Regions from separate parts of the Mus musculus genome. Here region 1 is linked to region 2. Evidence: chromatin contacts called from public HiCAR-type data. All regions are on one chromosome and are shown on one strand. Each heading gives the region's core, a stretch centred on a gene start, on an enhancer-like site or on the middle of the called end of the contact. The rest is flanking DNA. Distances are from core to core; before and after follow the strand shown. Region 1 holds the start of Fsd1l (fibronectin type III and SPRY domain containing 1-like). Region 2 overlaps Abca1 (ATP-binding cassette, sub-family A (ABC1), member 1).

Region 1 (3,343 bases), core at 86-2,585, 520 kb before region 2:
TACAGGTAGCAAACACACTGCACCCTGAAACTCATCTTTCCGGATTCTCCAGGCACTTGCTCTTCTTCCTTTTGACCTTTGCTAATGCCCACTTAAATATCACATGATGCCTTTCCTCTAATAAGTCATGCAATGTTTTATCAGCCTAACAGAGAATCCTTTAAATTTATACACACTCAAAATACACATTCTTAGACATACTAGTAATCTCTTTAAAAGATACTATAGTATAGTTGTGGAAATAATAATTGGATATACCCAAATGAATGGGTCTCAAGGCAAGCTCAGAAAGATGAATCCAGGTAAGAATTGCAGTTTTTCTCTAACTCTTTCTGGCACTTTCTATGCAATAATAAAAAAAGAATGGCCTCTTAGAAATGCCCTTGTTTTCCCTGATGTATTATTAATAACACTTGTGTTTTTCTTTCCTATACCGCAATGTATTGCAATTACACTATAACATAACAAAGATAGCAAGGTGGCTTACTTTTTTAATACAGGAATTACTACTGAATATTAAAAATTCAGTTGCAATTGTATTCAGTGCACTATTTGCTTAATTAAAAAAGGCTATTGTGTAACTCTTTCCTTAAACTTGTTCTCAAAGTACTAAACATTCCGAAACAAGACTACTGGCCAGCCTCACCAACTGAAGGACGAGGGTGGGGCAGCGGCCCTGACAACTGCCTTTTTCCTCAATTAGGCAAACACTGAGATCTGCTTATAAATAAACCACTAGCAAGGCAGTGGGCAGATGTACAAAGGAGATTCAGTCCCCGGACCTACAGCGCAGAGACCATGCTGAAGACACGGTGGAAGAAAAGAGACACCAGCTTCCGCGCGGGCGGGGATCCCCCCACGCGAGGCCGAGCCTTGGTCCTCACTCCAACCGAGGAGGGACCCACCCTCGGAGCACGCCGCGGGCAGCGGGAAGAAAGGGGCCTAGCGCCCGCAGAGGGCGGCAGAGACCCGGGTGCGGCTCGCGGTTTCCTCCCCGCAGTGCCTTCCCGGAGCCAAGAGCAGGACAGAGGTCGTCCGGGGTCCCGGGCGCGGCCATCGCTCCCTGCGGGCTCTCAGGTCCCGTCGGGTCGGGTCGGGTCGGGTCGGGTGGGTCCCAGGCCCGGCCTCGTCCTCCGCGCCCAGCCCCGCGCGCCCCGCCCACCCTCTCGGCCCCGCGCTGCGCCCCCGCTTACTTTCTGCGAGTCCATGGCTAGGGACTAAGCCCTCCGGGCCGAACTTGTCACCGGAGCTGAGTGAGAAGCTGGAGGAGCCTTAGAGACCCGCTACCTCTGCCGCCGTCAGCCTTGTCCCGTCCCGCAGAGATCCCGCCCGTCCGCGCCCAACCCGCGCGCGCGCCGCTACCGAGCCGCGGTTGCCAGGGTGAAAGGGCGGCCCGCGGGAGGGTGGGGTGCGAGCGCGCCACGCATGCGCATGCGTGCGCCGACACCCGCACCGGCGGAGAGGATGGAGCGCTGCCTGGCCGCCTGCGTCTTCCTTCTGCAACTGCTTCTTTCTTTGCATCCTTTTTCCTGTGCCATCGCTGCGGGCCTTGCAATGAACCATTGGGCACCCAGCAGCCAGGTCGTGCGGAGAGCCTGGGAGCTAGCTCAGCCCGGGACGCATCCTTCACCTGCAGCGTCTCTCCACTTAGCCTTGGTAGGCCAGGCCCAGTGATCCAGCTGGAATAAACACGCTAGGATGGAGAGGCCGCGGAAACATGTGGAAGGGTCTTCAGGGAGCGTGGTGGAAACCTTAAAGGGCTCTGGGACAAGGGGTAGAAAGAAGTTACAGATACGTGGGTATGGGACCACATGGGCTTTGTTGCCTGGTCAACCTTGCCCTACTAGTATCTTGCTACCTTGTAAGCAAGTCTTTTTCCGTGACCTGTGTCATCAATGAAATAGAATGAATGCAGACCTCGCAGAGGACAGCTTAAATCCTGTGTTTGAACTCCCCAGAGCATGGAGTAAATGAGAGTGGGACAGCACATTAGAATCTGCTCAGGACGGGTGGAGCTGGCAGTGCAGACCAGAAAGCTTGGGGAGAAGACTTGGAAAGGTTCTCCAGAAAGGCAGGCTTCATCTCCATTTAGGTGACTCAAGAAAAATTCTTCTGGGTGTTCACATCCTAATGGAATAAAAGGGAAACGAGTATGAATGAGCCTTACGAACCGGTTCTGCCCTTCTACACAAATCCTCAGTGAAAAGGCCTGCTTCTCAAAGAGCTTACAATCTAAGGTGGGAAATGACAATACAAATCCATGAGGCTGTTAGAAGAAAAGTTTGTAAGAGAAATCAGGGAGGAGGAAGATAGATCAGTGGGCAGACATGAGTACCAGAGTCTGTATACCCAGAACCTGGTACCCACATAAAAGCCAAGTGACCACAGACACACACCAGCACACAGGTGCCCCCACTTGTGTGCCCACACATTGTAATACCCTCGACCAAAGCACACACATGAAAAAATTAACAAAGGAGGAAATTGCATGAGGTAAATGGAAGAAATAAAGTAAACAATTAAATTGCACAGAGTTAATAGACTCCGAAGAGGTGGGGTGCAATTTCCTGACATTACGCAGGAATGACCTGGGTAAGGGTTATATGAAAGGGGTTGAGGAAGAATATCTAGTTAGAAGGACAGTTAAGAATCAAGACCTTGGAGAGGCAGGAGCTGTTTTAGATGAATCATATTTACACTTCAATGTTTTATGTTTCTACTAGAGTCCAACGACACTGTGGTTTCTTAAGATCAAAACTTCTTTTACCACACCTGTATTCTGACCTTAGCAAAGAGCAGGCCACACACTGTGCACCCAATAGACCTTTTTTGTTTGTTTGTTTGCTTTGCTTTGCTTTATTTTTTCTGGAGACAGGGTGTATAGTCCTGGCTGTTCTGGAACTTGCTTTGTAGACCAGTCTGGCTTCAAACTCACAGAGATTCTCCTGCCTCTGCCTCTTGAGTGCTGGGATTAAAGGAGTGCACCACCACCACATGACCCTTTCTTACCTGAACAGAAATGCAAGGTATATGATAAAAGACACAAAAGGAAACATGGTTTAGACAGGGCTAAGGAAACAATGCTCGCAGGCCTGGCTGGGGCTTAGGAGAGGAATGCCCAGCTTCACTCCTGCCAGCTGAAGGGAGGCTGGCATGCAGTCCTTCAGAGGAGCCAGCTCTTGATATCAAGGGAAGGGACTCTACTAGCCAAGCCCCCTCAATTACATGGGGGAGATGTGACAGAAGCCAGGTCCCCAACCACTGACCCAGGGCTGGTGGCTTGGAGGGCTGATCTCAGTGCTGAAGTGGAGTCATTTTCTATGGCTGAGAAATGCAACCTGCA
Region 2 (3,069 bases), core at 394-2,893:
CTAGCTTCCATAAGAAAATACCCAAGGCTCAGTAATTTTACCTGATAGAAATGGTTTCTAAGAATCCCAGACGTCCAAGTTCTGTTGTGGGCTACCGTCTCCTGGAGGGCTCTTTTGACTCTTAACTTGGTAGAAGAGACAGAAGAATGAGCCCACCCCTCAAGGTCTTTAAAAAGAAGATTTATATTGTTTTATGAGTGTTTGCTTTCATCTATGTATATGTGTGTGTGTGTGTCTCTTCAATCTTTTTAAAAAGCGCTTTCATAAAAATCGTAAGCTCGTCTGAGAGGACTCTCTCTGATGACTGATTTCCTGGGAGGCCTCCAGTTTCCCAGCATTCTTCTCCTGTCAGCCAGTGGCTGCCTTAGAGCATGGATCTGGGGAAAGGTGTTTCCTTCCTGCTGTCATCTCAATTGTGACTGATTCTCAATAGCACACAGGGCTGCTCTGTTCTTACTGGATGCCCACAATCTCTTGGATAGCAAGGGCCGGGATTATGTCATACGATACCCCTTTTGTCCCTGCCTTTGGGAAGCACTAACTAGGTTTTTTCCCCTTTTATCCTTAGCACTGGTACTGTGATACAGTAGACATTTAACTGATGCACCAAATAATTTAAACAGCATACAGTGTCTAAAGTTGTACAATTTCTGTTGGTCTAAAGACGAGGTTTTGGCAGCAAACGGTTCAGGGTGTATAGCCACGAATAGTCAGGTCTCTTGGGAACTGGTCATCTAATTGCCATGACGATTTTATCAGCATGTATTTTGACTATATTTAGTCTCCAGTTTATATTTTCTTGTGCACTGTAAGCCATGCTTGGTGTTATTAGTGCTTTCGGAACCCAGAAACTTGGAGGGCCTGAAAAGTGACTTCCAATGTCCACAGAAGTAGAACATTCTGTAATGGAAATGTGACCCAGGTTCATTAGACTCCAATTAGCACTTCTTCTGTGCTGTTGAGAAAGCCTTCACTGCAGGGCAAGAAAATTCTCCGGGGCCCCGTGACCACCATGGAGGTCTCAAGGCATGTGTGCCCACAGTCTGGCTCACCCTCGTCCACGCTCACAGGTTCCCCAGGGCATATCCACCCAGCTACTATTCCTTCTCTCCAGAGCACCCCACAAAGTCTTCTGGAGACATCTCACAGGCCCAGCACCACAAAATGAACCAAAGCAACAGATACCCGAAGTTGGGCATGATGGTGTGTTTATAATGGCAGCTTGTGGAGGTGGAAGTAGGAGAATGAGGAATTGGAAGCCGTGAGACTCAGAAAGGAACTAAGTAACCAACCAACTAATAAACAGGTGTGATTATTTCCAGCCCCTTTGTAGCTGAAAATATTCCAAAGTCTTGTTTATAAGACTAATCAAATAGGCTAAATAGAACCACAAGACTGTCATCCAGCCCCCCACCCCCAAGTCTTTGCTCATTTGACCAGCCAGGGCTAGGAGACCTCAACCCCACCTCTACTCCACCCTGCTGCTGCCTAGGGGGTCCATTTAAGAAGGGTATGCAGGCTGGGGCTGCTGGCAAGGCTTCTTTCTCTGCTTCTCCTTTTCCCCATTTCTCTCCTCCACCCACGTCTCAAGCTGTTGATGGCTGTGGTTCCTTTTGTATAGAGCACAAGACTGCAGAGAACTTGAAACTTAAGCTGGGGCTTAGAGAGGGCACTGACCGAGAGTAACCCCAGTGGCTGCTGCCAGGGTTTTCCTCCTCTGCCTTCCTCTGTTGTTTCCCTCGCCCTCCTCCTTCCTCCTCCTCTTCCTCCTCCTCTGCTCCTGGGTTCCAGCAGGCAGGTGGGAGAGCGAACGCTTCCATGACCAGGAAGACCCCCCCCCCCCCCCCCCCCAGAGTTAGGCTTCTCTCTAACTTCTATCTGCCTGTGCTGTTTCCTTAGCTTGGCTGTAGTGACTTGACCCAGATGAATAGCAAGAAACCCAGGATTGTGTCTCACTCTGTCCCAGCCCACAGATGCATCTCATCTGTTTGCTCTTTTTAGACACCAGCCTTTTATTTTGTTTTCCCTCTCTCCTCCCCTTTGCCCTGCTTCACTGTGCCCAAAGCTCCAGGGACATGGCAGGCGGCTGGCTGCCTCTCCGGCCAATCAGGAAGCTGGGCTCCGCAGATCAGATACTTTCGTCCAGCAATGAGAGAACTCCTTTGGCCCTTTGTTGACTACAGCTTTCTGGCTTCCCTGATGTTCACATTCTAACTGGGACCACACCTTCTCATGTAAACACTCCCAACTAACCAGCTCTGGGTCTTCAGTGAGTGAGTGGTGTGTGTGTGTGTGTGTGTGTGTGTGTATGTGTCTGTGTGTGTGTATTGTGTGTACTCGTTTTAGAGGGCAGACATCAGTATTGAATTTAGGATCTCTCACTGAACAAGGAGCTCACTGATTTGGATACACCAACTGGCCAGCAAGCCTTGAGCCTTTGTCCATCTCCCCAGCACTGAGGGCATGGATGGTTCATGACTTTTGACCTTGATGTTGGGGGTGAATACTCAGTTCCTTGCGCTTGCCCAGTAGGTGTTTTATTGAGTGAGCCATCTTCCTAGCTCCAGTCTCTTGTTCATACTCTTAATCATTGCATTCTACATCAACTTATGAATGTTACTATTTCCATATTCTTTTAAAAACATTATTACACTTTATTTTGTATGTGTGTGAGGTGGGCTGGGTGTGAAGGGACAGGACAGCTTGTGGAAGTCATCCCACGTGTGTCTCATGGACTGAGATTGGGGTGCCAGGCTTGGTGGCAGGTACTGTTCTTGCTAAACCTTCTTGTTGGCCCCAACTCCATTTGATGTCTAAGAAACTGAGGTTAAGAGAGAACAAAGAAAGGGGCCAAGTGAGGTTCATGGTCACACAGGCAGGAAGTGTTTGAGTTCAGCCTCTCTGATAAGAGTCTCTGGTGCTGGATCAATTGGATCTGTGTTCCTCTCAGAAACATGGAAAAGAGTTTTTCAGAGAACTTTTTCCCCAACCACACATTCCACAGATAATAAAAACCAGGTCCCCGTCAATTCATTTGGTTAGGGTTAACTGAGTGACTGTCTTTCCCAC

What was found. HiCAR-type assays count read pairs that join an accessible place to other places.
Region 1: a contact with region 2 is called in a HiCAR-type map of astrocytes, with 4 times the contacts expected there. The contact joins the promoter of Fsd1l here to the enhancer-like site in region 2. A contact is called at or near these places in 20 of 39 promoter capture datasets (the 3T3-L1 cell line, the C10 cell line, the HPC-7 cell line and 12 more), 1 of 484 Hi-C or Micro-C datasets (bone marrow-derived macrophages), 11 of 115 datasets of contacts at active chromatin or transcription factors (SST interneurons, astrocytes, bone marrow-derived macrophages and 7 more) and 4 of 9 other capture datasets (adipose tissue, embryonic stem cells, liver and 1 more).

Annotation. Positions count from the first base shown.
Region 1 is chr4:53,629,463-53,632,805 of GRCm38.p6, reverse strand. It overlaps Fsd1l (fibronectin type III and SPRY domain containing 1-like), which reads right to left and starts at 1,335. Exons shown (of 13, transcript NM_001195284.1): 1 at 1,194-1,335. The coding sequence starts at 1,208.
Region 2 is chr4:53,114,610-53,117,678 of GRCm38.p6, reverse strand. All of the region lies in intron 5 of Abca1 (ATP-binding cassette, sub-family A (ABC1), member 1), which reads left to right. Among named protein-coding and RNA genes, the nearest start is that of Abca1, 44 kb to the left of the region's middle. Within about 2 kb of position 1,643, at least 99 of the 459 cell types and tissues checked have an H3K27ac peak or open chromatin away from gene starts, as enhancers often do. A contact at or near this core is called in adipose tissue, astrocytes, bone marrow-derived macrophages and 3 more, where this site is marked.